Regions from separate parts of the Sus scrofa genome. Here all the other regions are linked to region 3. Evidence: chromatin contacts called from public HiChIP or PLAC-seq data. All regions are on one chromosome and are shown on one strand. Each heading gives the region's core, a stretch centred on a gene start, on an enhancer-like site or on the middle of the called end of the contact. The rest is flanking DNA. Distances are from core to core; before and after follow the strand shown. Region 1 overlaps RIC1 (RAB6A-GEF complex partner protein 1). Region 2 has its middle 66 kb from the start of JAK2. Region 3 holds the start of PLGRKT (plasminogen receptor with a C-terminal lysine).

Region 1 (3,757 bases), core at 522-3,021, 260 kb after region 3:
GCTTTATAGTCCTTTTAATAGGTTATGTGTGACACCTAAGTTATGTTGGTATTGACCTTTATGGCTCTGGTGCAGCCGTTTAACGCCAAGGAGTTTTTCAAATTTAGCCATTTGGCCATTTCTTACCAGTTATGTGAAACATCTCCCAGTTGCATCATCCCTGAATCTAAGCTAATACATACATGAAGGATAGGAATCAAGAATGGGGTGTAGGGTAAGGTAAGATGAGGTGGCGATGTGGATCCCTTCTGACATGCACTGTATAATAGAATGATACATAAGTTTCATAGTTGCCCAACTCCAAAAGGGCCATCAGTCATTTTAAATAAGATGTCTGTTGGTTCCTTGAGAATTCACTTGTATCTTTACTGTTTTTTTTCTTAAGCATCTTTGCTCTTCTCCCTCCACTCTCACCCCGCTCCCCCAAAACAAATTACATTGGTCAAATGCATTTATTTTTAATTGTAAAGTAGATATATTTGCTATAATGAAATTTAAGTATGTTTTTTCCTTTGAAAACCTAAAGAATGAACAGCTGATTTTTGCATTTGGTTATGTTAACTTTGTTTGATGGGATATTAGTTTCAGAGTGGAGGAGAATTCACTATCTTTCTCTTTAATCCTGTATATTTTCTGTTTTTTTGTTTGTTTGTTTTTAGAGGAAGTCCACAAAGGAAGGGGCCACCTCATTTTAAGGAAGAACAGTGTGCTCCAGCATTAAATTTAGAGATGAGGAAAATACTGGATTTGCAGGCACCCATCATGAGGTATATAGTACCTTGGTTAAATTTAGAATTTTGTGATGACAAAATACAGTGTAGTTTGTTAATTGCATGACCAGTAAGAAAATCGATTTCTTTTCATTGAGGATCTTTTTTTTTTCAGTCCTAGAAATTCCTGATTGGTCCCTATAAAAAACATACAAATTTTACAGATGGTACATTATTATTCTTAGATTACTGTAATAAAGCCCATAATTTGGGTATACCAACTGCAATTTTATTTAGAAATTTATATTTTTGATAAGATCTAAAATTGTTTGAATAATACAGCATAGTAACATAGTCCAGTTGCTTAAAATAAGATACTGCTATGCATTTGTAAAAACAGGACTCTATTTATTGAAATAAACTTTGCAAATTCATTGCTGGGTCAAAAAAGCAAGATATGCTCTACAAAATGATGCTACGGTTTTTTCTTTGTTTTTAAAGGGAGCTGGTGGTGTTAGAGTATGTATTGTTCTGAAAGAATACATAAGAAAGTGGGGGTGAGAATTGAGTGGCTGGGTGGGGACAGATTTGGGAAAAAGACATTGTACTCTTATTAAGTATTGACCTATATCGATACAATATATGAATGTATTGAGCTGGGTAAGTATAATACTTATGTTTTTTAAATCTTCTCATTCACAGTTCTAATGAAAGGCTGCTTTCTATCATTTCTCCTATTGTATAACAGTACAGATGCTAGAACATATTAAATATAATCATATGTAGGTGGCTAGCTACTGTTTTGCCTTATTTAATTTCTTTTTCTACTTTAATTCTTCTCAGAAAGAATGTCTTTTTTATTGTTATTTGTTTAAATGTGATCAGGGCTAAAAAAGATTGAATTCAATTTACTCTTCATTTCAGATTTTATTTTAGCATAGAGTTTCTTTTCAAGAATGTAACTTGTGTAAGGAATTTTTAATGTCTGGATACCAAACTAGGTGGAACTGTACAGGGTGGCTTTCTACTGCCACCTAGTGGCAAAAACTATAGAGTTCATGGAAATGGAATGGAAAAAGAGCCTTAAAAAAATCCTGCTGTCTTGTACAACTTTAACTTGTCAGGTGCTAGTTTCTAACGTACAAATTTAGGTGACTGGAAATCTCTAATTTTTCTTTCGAAACTTAAGTAAAATAATGGCATTTCAGAGCAGTGTTATTATTAGCACCTATAACACATACCTCCTGGAAATTGGAGAATTCCTATATAATTTTAAGTTGAGTGAGGAAACATGAAACTTAGGCTTTTGGAGTTCCTGTCATGGCGCAGTGGAAATGAATCTGACTAGGAACCATGAGGTTGCGGGTTCAATCCTTGGACTTGCTCAGTGGGTTAAGGATAACGAGTTGCCGAGAGCTGTGGTGTAGATTGCAGACGAGGTTCAGATCCTGAGTTGCTGTGGCTGTGGCGTAGGCCGGCAGCTACAGCTCCGATTAGACCCCTAGCCTGGGAACCTCCATATGCCACAGAAGCGGTCCTAGAAATGGCAAAAAGACAAAAAAAGAAACAACAAAAAAAACCCCAAACAGAAAAAACTTATTCTATTTCTAACTAATATCATGTAATAAATACTACAATTTATTCTGAATCTTCCTTCATCTCAGGCACTTAGAAAGCTCCATGTAGTATATATGGTATTTAATATTAATTAGATAGTGAACATATTTATACATTTGAGTATTGGTCATTATGAGTAATATAGATCCTATTATTTTACTTCTATGATCCTAAATTAAACAGTGACAGCAATAACAGATACCTCTGGGATACCAGAAAGCTGTTAGAAAACCCATAGAAGTCAGTGTTTGGAGAGGCTCTCTTAGGGCATAACTCAGAGTACATATATTTATGGTATATGTGCATATATTTTATGTGTACTTACACCTTGGGGTGATTTTCAGAATACTTAAAAACCAGTATAGGCATGTAAAAGACATAGGATATCAAATACTGCTACAAGGTACTTATATCCCTCAGATGCCAAGAATTAATTGTTTAGTTTTTTGGGTTTTTGTTTCCCCCCTTTTTGGCCACCTCGCAGCATAAGGAGTTCCCAGGCGAGGGGAACTGATCTGAGGCACAGTTTGGATCTAAGCTGCATCTGTGACAATGCCGGATCCTTAGCACATTGTGCCAGGCAGGGACTGAACCTGTGTCCCAGCTCTTCCGAGATGCGGACAGTCCCTTTGCTCCAATCCTTCAGTTCTTAAATCTTAAGTGAGAATGGGAATCAGTGATAGGGCAGGCACTTGGGTGACTTGGAACAAGACCTGTTTACTGAATTTTATGGAAATATTCAGTACTTTAACATCTGACATCAGCCTTTGTTTTAATGAGTTTGTTCATTTTCAATTAAATAAGGTGTGTGTGTATATATACACATATATACACACAGATAAATCTTTTTGATAGATTTTTTTATCATGTTTGTCACAATTATTTTAATTGTTAATTCTAACATTAGGATTGTCTGTGAGTCTCTTTACATTGATGAAATTTTCTCTTGACTCTGGGTTACATTTTCTTGTTTATTCAAATGTCTGGTCATTCTTTGTGATAGCACTATGGATGGTAATGCAGAGATTCTGAATTATTTTAACTTTGTGAGGAGTGTTAAGTTTTGCTTAGCAGGCAGTTAAATTACTGGAAAGTAATCTTGGTCTTATTCCTATCCATCATATACAGTTAATGTTCTAGGGAGATGAGAGCAGGGGAGAGGAAGAATGTAGTTTGAAAAAAAACCCAGACTGGAGTTCCTGTCATGGCGCAGTGCAAATGAATCCAACTAGGAACCATGAGGTTGCGGGTTCCATCCCTGGCCTCGCTCGGTGGGTTAAGGATCCGGCGTTGCTGTGAGCTGTGGTGTAGGTTGCAGACACTGCTTGGATCTGGCGTTGCTGTGGCTCTGGCGTAGGCTGGCAGCAATAGCTCTGATTACATCTCTAGCCTGGGAACCTCCATATGCTGCGGGTGAGGCCCTAAAAAGA
Region 2 (3,503 bases), core at 112-2,611, 380 kb before region 3:
CTAGTGCTGTGAAAAATGTCATGGGTAATTGGATAGGGATTGCACTGAATCTGTAGATTGCTTTGGGTGGTATGGCCTTTTTACAATATTCATTTTTCCAACCCAAGAGCATGGACTATCTTTCCATTTCTTTGCATCCTCTTTTAATTTGTTTCATTAATGTTTTATAGTTCTTGGCATATAAATCTTTAACCTCCTTGGTCAGGTGTATTCCCAGGTATTTGGTTTTTTGGCGGTGCAATTTTAAAAGTATCATGTTTTTGTACTCCTTTTCTAATACTTCCTTAACCCACTGAGCAAGGCCAGGGATCAAACCCACAACCTCATGGTTCCTAGTTGGATTCATTAACCACTGAGCCAAGACAGGAACTCTGAACTGAATATATCTTGAGCCTGGAAAATAATGATATTTCAAAGACCATAATGCTCATTAAGAATTCAGGACTTTTAAAGTCAGTTGTATTTCGATGAAATTAAAATAAATAAATAAAAAGTTATTTGTATGTATCACCTTGAAAAAAAAAAGAATTTAGGACTTTAAGGTGAATGATATGTATCTACCATTATGGTGTCATACAAAGTTGTTTCACTGCCCTAATTATTTTCTGTGCTCCACCTATTCATCTTTCCCTCCCACCTCCTCCCAGTAACCACTGACCCTTCTACTGTCTCAATAGTTTTGCCTTATCTAGAATGTCTTGTAGTTGGAGTCACATAGTATGTAAGGTTCTCAGATTGGCTTCTTTCACATTTTAATATGCATTAGTTTCCTCTGCCTATGTGTTATTTAAAACTGGGAAAATATATGAAATATATATATACATATATTTTAAAGGACACTCTTTAGGTGGCTGTTTTTCTCTCTGTAAGGTGGCTACTGGTCTGGTTTTGCCGAAAACAAGGTGTCAAGCTAGAACTATTTGAACCATCAGGCCAAGCCCCCTCTGAAGGAGTTTGCAAAGTTGTTGTCAGAAAAAAGCAAGCCAGAGGGAAAATCAAGCCTGCTGGTAAATGAGATGGGTGTGCAATCAAAGCTAATTTGAGAAGATCTATTTTTAGAAGAGTTTATCATGCTCAAGAAGACTGGGTGAATGGCAGTGCTTTACTGAGAATAATTGCAGAGCCTGCATGACAAGAGCCTAGAGGAAGACCTATGGAGATTTTAGATCCTCCAGAAAACCAGATGGTATACCCTTGGAGGAATACATTGCAGCAATGTTAAATTGTGATACATGGTGGCAGCTACAACATGATATTTTAGGCTCTCTTACAAGGTCACAGATAGGGAGAAGTTGTGCCTGCCTTTGTCACATGCTCCTCTTCAAGGGCAGTTGGGTTAGGCTAGGCAGAAGAGGAAGAAGTCTAGGTGTTTTCCAGTACCCCCTCCAGTCCCTTCCAGGAAACTGAAAGTGACCTCAGCTCTCCATGTAGCTGGAAACTTTTTTAGTTTCTGAAACTCATTTCCAGTTCTTTGGCCCACATCTCTGACAACTTGGCCTATTGACTCCCTGGATCTCTTGTGTTATCTTTTCTCTCCTCGGGTCCTTCTTCAGCCCTCAGTCCTGTCTTCCTCCCTATTCTCCCCTTGTCCCACACACAAGGGTTGTGCAGAGGAGCTGCTGGCTTGTGCTTTTATCTTATCACTCCCTCACAGGAGCTCAGAAGAAGGAACTATCAGTCGATCTTTAGAGGTGCCCTCTGCTGGTTGGCAATGCAGCATCAAAATTAATGTCTGAAAATAGAGTTTCTTCATTTGTTTAATATAAATTAGCGGTGGAAACACTAGTGGGTAGAATAGACTGCAGAAGAAAATGTTGTTATAAATTGTAAAAGCTTCTAAGTGCCATTGATTTGTGTTTGGTTTACTGTGGCATGCAATGGAGCAGTGGTTCTCAACCAACAGGTGATTTTGACCTCAAGGAGGTATCTTTGGTGATGTCTGGAAACATTTTCATTCTCACAGCTTGGGGTGGGAGCGTGCTACTGGAATGGGATGGGTAGCAAAAGATGCCATTTAGCATCCTACAGTACACAGGAGAGACCTCACGCATACCACTAAAGTGGACCTAACTTAGGTATATCTGAGAAAGCTGAAATTAGACTAATAGGGTTTGGGGATTTGAAGCAATTTTTAAAGATTAGTCGAGTCATTCTCAACCTTGAATGTCCACCTAGCAAAGCTTTAAAATACTGACACTTGAATCACAATTTCTGGTTTCAGTATGGCCTGGGCATAAGGATTTTTAAATCTCCCCAGCTTTTTTTTTAATATTCAGCCAAAATTGAGAACCATCGATGTAGTCCAAACTCTTTTTTTGGTCTTTTTAGGGCGGCACCCATGGCATATGGAGGTTCCCAGGCTAGGGGTCTAATCGGAGCTGTAGGTGCCAGCCACAGCCACAGCAATGCCAGATCCAAACCACATCTGCAACCTACACCACAGCTCATGGCAACGCTGAATCCTTAATCCACTGATCGAGGCCAGGGATCAAACCCACAACCTCATGGTTGCTAGTTGGATTCTCTTCCACTGCACCATGATGGGAACTCCCAAACTCTCATTTTTTTGAATGAGGCATCAGGCCCTGAGAGATAAGATCTCAGTGTACAAAGTGGACCAACTAGACTCATACAGTGTCTTGAGGAAAAGAAGATAACGTGACATTACTTTGACTACACACCACATTTGAAAAGCAAAAATTGTAAAAATATCTTATCACTTTTTTTTAAAACTCTAAATCCTTTTTATGATCTGTTCTTTCTTTAAGAGGTACGTTCAATAATTTTTTCTAAAAGTGACACACTTCTCTTGTTTTTAAACTCAAGTTCAGGAAAATGCAAATTAAAACCACGAGATTCTACTCTGCACTTATTAGTGTAGCTGAAAATTAAACACACACACACACAAATAACTAACAATACCACATGATGGTGAGAAAGCAGAACAAATAGAAATCTTATACATTGCTGATGGGGAATGCAGATTAGTACAGACACTTTGGAAAACAGTTTGGCAATTTCTTATAAAATTAAACACATACCTACCATGTGAACTGGCATTCCCACTCTTAAGTATTTATTTAAGGGAAGCAAAAACTTACATTCACACAAAACCCTGTATGCAAATATTTATAGTGTTTTAATTCATGATCCCAAAACAGTAGCAACACAAATGTCCTTGAGCTGGTGAATGGATTAACAAATCGTGGAACATCCATATAGTGAACTACTACTCAGCACTGAAAGTACCACAAATGCAGCATTGTGGTTGAATGTCAAATGGATTGTGCTAAGTGGAAGAAGCCAGACTCAAAAGACACATACTGAATTATGCCATTAATAAGAAATGATAGAAAAGGCAATATTATAGGAAGAGAAAATGGGTTAGTGATTTGAGGGCCAGAGGGTGGGAGGAGGGATTGAATGCAAAGGAGGCTCAGGAGGGAAGTTTGTGGGGGTGATGAAACTTTACCATGTCTTGATTTTGGCGACTATGCATTTGT
Region 3 (3,781 bases), core at 33-2,532:
AACAACTTTCCTCTAATCCCATTTCTACACACACACACCGTATGTCAGAGTTATATCCCTTAGAATGCCCCTATTTATAAGAGGGTAGACTCTCCCCAAAGTAGAGTGACAATCCTTATGTCAGTCACCTAGGGAAGAGAAACTATCTGGGAAGTTAGGACTTTGGCTTACATCTTTCTTGGCCTTGTTCTTTTGGGTCTGGATTGTAGTTTGGATGTATTAGAAGATGTTCCCAAGAGTTAAAGGTAGAAGGGGGAAGAGCTCCCCTGTAATTCCCAAAGAAGACCACACCTGAAAAATGAGTGTTTTCAAAACTGCCAACACTTTGTCATTGGAGAGAAATGCCTTACTAATTACAGCTTGGACACTACTGTGTCTCAGAAGGCTAAGAATGCTGATCTGGGTCTCTTCTGCCTTCATTTTTTCCTTTGATTACTCACGAGACCTTAAAAAGGTCTCTTTAATGCTCCAGCCCTGCCTCAGCTGTGCAATAGATAGGGGTATTTCTGAGGAGTGTTGGGGCTGCAAGTTCCAAGAAATCCTCCTTGGGTCACACCTAGGAATTCAGGATTTGATTTTACCTTAAAAAAATTAATAATTCCATGACCTATAAGTGTGTCATCCAGATTTGTGCACTGACTCATTTCCTGAACAAATGACGTATTAACAACCTGCATTTATAACTAGTTGCATGATTACGATCGTTTTCAATGTCTTTGGGTTTCATTCAAATTAGACCACTTCCCCTACAAATTCTAGCTTGCGCGTTCCATTCAAACTAGCGCATTTCCCCTATAGATTCCAGCCCAGAACTCCCACAGCTTCCGGAAGGTTTTCCCTACGTTAACTCCACCTGCGCACCCTGGACCCAATTACTGTAACTTGGGTAACTCCTGCAGTGATATGTAATGATATGTTGATTTCCGTAAACAACTCTCTGCCTACTTCCCCAGCATAATTACAACGTTATGGGAGAGCCCTCAGTCTATGCAAGGGAGAACGACTCCTTCAAACGAGGCTGGCAGTACTGGTCGGCACTAGCAGCTGAGGAAGCCAAGGTCGCTCTTGAGGGGAGGGCGCCCAGCGCGGCCCGTCAAGCTGGGGACCCCCACGGGCTCAGCTCTCGCACTCGCAACTGCGGGGACCCGCCCTCCCCAGCCACCTGAGGCCAGCCTGGCCCGCTCGGCCGGTGCACACTCACTGGGCAGTGGGCAGTAGAGGCGCCGGGTCTCTCCGGTCTCAACGGAGGCTTCCAGGCCTGGCTTCTCCTAGACCGCCGCAGGGAACTGGGCCTCACTCCCACAGTGCCTCAGGATTGGCTGGCCATGACAGACAATTCCGAGCCTCAGCCAATCAGCGCAGCTCTCCTTAAAGGGCCCGCAAGCTTGACCTTGAAGGTCTGGTATGTTCTTTTCCGCCAGGCGCCTGGGAGCGGCGGGTCAAAGAGGAAAATTCAAAACCACAGGGACTCAGCAATCAAATTTAAAGGAGGCAGAGAGAGAGCAGCATGGAAATCGCACTTAAATGACTCAGTGAGGTTTGTCACTTACCCACGAGGAGCTTGAGCAAGTCATGTTCCCTCTCAAAGTAAAACTCTCTCTGGAGAGCTTAATGAGCCATGTCATAGTTATTCTCCAGTAATTAAGTCAACTACCACTTGTAAGGTCTGTTTCGAGAATGTGTCTCATGAGGTTGTCATTGAAATATATATAATCCACAGTTATAAAAATTTGTAAGGGCTTTTCTGCTTTACAGAATGTTTAATGTCGAGGGTAGATCCCCCCCCCCTTTGAATATCAGCACAGACATAGTTTATTTAATTTGTTGGAGCCTCAGTCTCTTCCATCTGTTAAATTGCCACCCATTAAAGTGGCAAAAATGTTAAGGCAGGAAACGAAAAAAGAATAGACCTGGTCAGAGTTACCAATCCAGTTTCTTTGACCGAGCACATCTTTCTCCCCTGCTACCCTGAGAGGTAATCATTTCTTCTCACCCTCACCAGTAATTTTTGTCTTGAGTAAGTCAGGTCCTTCTCTGAGTTTCCTTGAGGAAAAACTTGAGGAACTGTTGGCATACTTTTCTTTGCTACTACACGGCTTGGAAGAATATCAAGGACTTTACCAGGCTTTGGCCTTGAGAAAGGTCCCTGCCCTTAGCCTTGTCTGACCCTCACATCAGTGAAGAAAGCATTTAATCTCCCCCAGGCTCTGCATGTGAGTGAACACCACCCCACCATCTTGCCAGAGTGACCTGGGCACACAGAAGCGAAGCCATTTGGAACTTGGACTCATTAAGAGAGGAAAGCAACTGATATGATATCATTTGAGTGCAGGACGTCTTGGACTCATTAAGAGAGGATAGCAACTGATGTGATAGCGTTTGCACGACATCTAGCATAAGCAAACCTTTATTTGATATCCATCACTGTCACTCTTCATCCTCTCCAAAATTTAACTTTTATCATCTCTACAATAGGACTGAAGCCATTTAATTTATTGGACTGTGAAGACTAAATGAGATAAATATTTAGGCACTTAGCACAGTGTCTGGAACACAGTTAGCATTAAGTAAATAGCAGTAACCAGCAACAGTGGCAACCTGTTACTAACTCTAGGTCTAAAGGGACAAGGAGAAGGGAGCAATTATTAAAACTAGGCAAGAGCAATAGCTGTGACTGTATGAAAGGACTACCCAACAGGAGCTATGTTGTTCACTAGAGGAAAGAAGTCACTGCTAATCCTTGGCCAAGTGGGGTAAGATCCTGTAGTTGTAGATACTGCTAGCATCTCAGCTCCAAGTGGGGATAGAGTAGAGAAGAAAGACACATCTCTCTGTCCTTCCATGCTCTGGTATCCTGCTGAGATATTCCATTGACCAGATCCACCAGAAAGGCAGAAAACAAGGGAGCCTCTATGTAGTCCATAGAGGTTAGCTTCCTAGGCACAAAAACCAAAGTGATAAATGGAAAATACCCAACAAACAATTTCTACAACCTTGGGTTTATTATATTTTGAAGTCCTAATTCAAAAAGAGGAAATGCTTCCACTGGAGGACCCAGCCATGGTTCTATAGAATTGGAAGCTGAAACTGCCCCCTTGATCATTTTGGTTCCACATAGTGATGGAACTGGGATAACAGATCCCAATAACCAAGGGGAGATTGGGTTGCAGCTACAGAATGAGGACAAAGAGAAATGTGCATGACACCCAAAGATTCACACAGCCCATCTTAATACTCCTCTGTGCAATAATAATGATAATTAGATAACTGCAGTAAACTGATAAAGTCAGGAGCACTTAAATTTGAGATCATGCAGAAATTAAAGCATTGCATCACCACACCAGGTAAAAAATCCTGACCTACTAAGATACTGCACAGGGTAAGGGAAACAAAAGAGAATGAAGTAGGAATCTTTGATTATCAGTTTTAGCCTAGTAACAAGCTATAGAGGCAAGGACTATTGTAGCTCTTTATGTTGATTGATTATTGTTTAATTCTCTGTCCTTCCTTTCCCTGTTACCTTGTTTTTTAATTCTCTGTCCTTCCTTTCCCTGTTACCTTGTATGAAGACAAATATTACAATTTAGTTTCTGGATCAGAGTACTGACATCACCTCATAGCAATAAAGTAGTTGGTGGGATTCTGGGAGTCTCAGAATCTTTAGGGGATGAGATTCTCTCCATCTGAGCAAAGAGCAAGGGTAAATCCTGGGTAGCAAAACAGGTAGACAATCTGGGTCTTCTTTTGGTCTCCCCTCATAGCAGTTCTCCTTTAACTGTCC

The links. HiChIP or PLAC-seq counts read pairs in DNA pulled down with a chosen protein or histone mark.
Region 1: an H3K27ac HiChIP or PLAC-seq map of alveolar macrophages shows a contact between it and region 3. The contact joins the enhancer-like site here to the promoter of PLGRKT in region 3. A contact is called at or near these places in 3 of 5 promoter capture datasets (fetal liver, fetal skeletal muscle and liver), 11 of 47 Hi-C or Micro-C datasets (alveolar macrophages, embryonic fibroblasts, fibroblasts and 6 more) and 2 of 2 datasets of contacts at active chromatin or transcription factors (alveolar macrophages and skeletal muscle).
Region 2: an H3K27ac HiChIP or PLAC-seq map of skeletal muscle shows a contact between it and region 3, with 2.1 times the contacts expected there. The contact joins the enhancer-like site here to the promoter of PLGRKT in region 3. A contact is called at or near these places in 5 of 47 Hi-C or Micro-C datasets (embryonic fibroblasts, fibroblasts, heart right ventricle and 2 more) and 1 of 2 datasets of contacts at active chromatin or transcription factors (skeletal muscle).

The regions. Positions count from the first base shown.
Region 1 is chr1:216,431,030-216,434,786 of Sscrofa11.1, reverse strand. RIC1 (RAB6A-GEF complex partner protein 1) reads left to right here. Exons shown (of 26, transcript XM_001924914.6): 4 at 660-767. Among named protein-coding and RNA genes, the nearest start is that of RIC1, 62 kb to the left of the region's middle. Within about 2 kb of position 1,771, at least 2 of the 83 cell types and tissues checked have an H3K27ac peak or open chromatin away from gene starts, as enhancers often do. A contact at or near this core is called in alveolar macrophages, where this site is marked.
Region 2 is chr1:217,066,304-217,069,806 of Sscrofa11.1, reverse strand. No RefSeq gene overlaps it. Among named protein-coding and RNA genes, the nearest start is that of JAK2, 66 kb to the right of the region's middle. Within about 2 kb of position 1,361, at least 8 of the 83 cell types and tissues checked have an H3K27ac peak or open chromatin away from gene starts, as enhancers often do. A contact at or near this core is called in skeletal muscle, where this site is marked.
Region 3 is chr1:216,689,572-216,693,352 of Sscrofa11.1, reverse strand. It overlaps PLGRKT (plasminogen receptor with a C-terminal lysine), which reads right to left and starts at 1,282. Exons shown (of 5, transcript NM_001190217.1): 1 at 1,202-1,282. It also overlaps a transcript of CD274 not described here.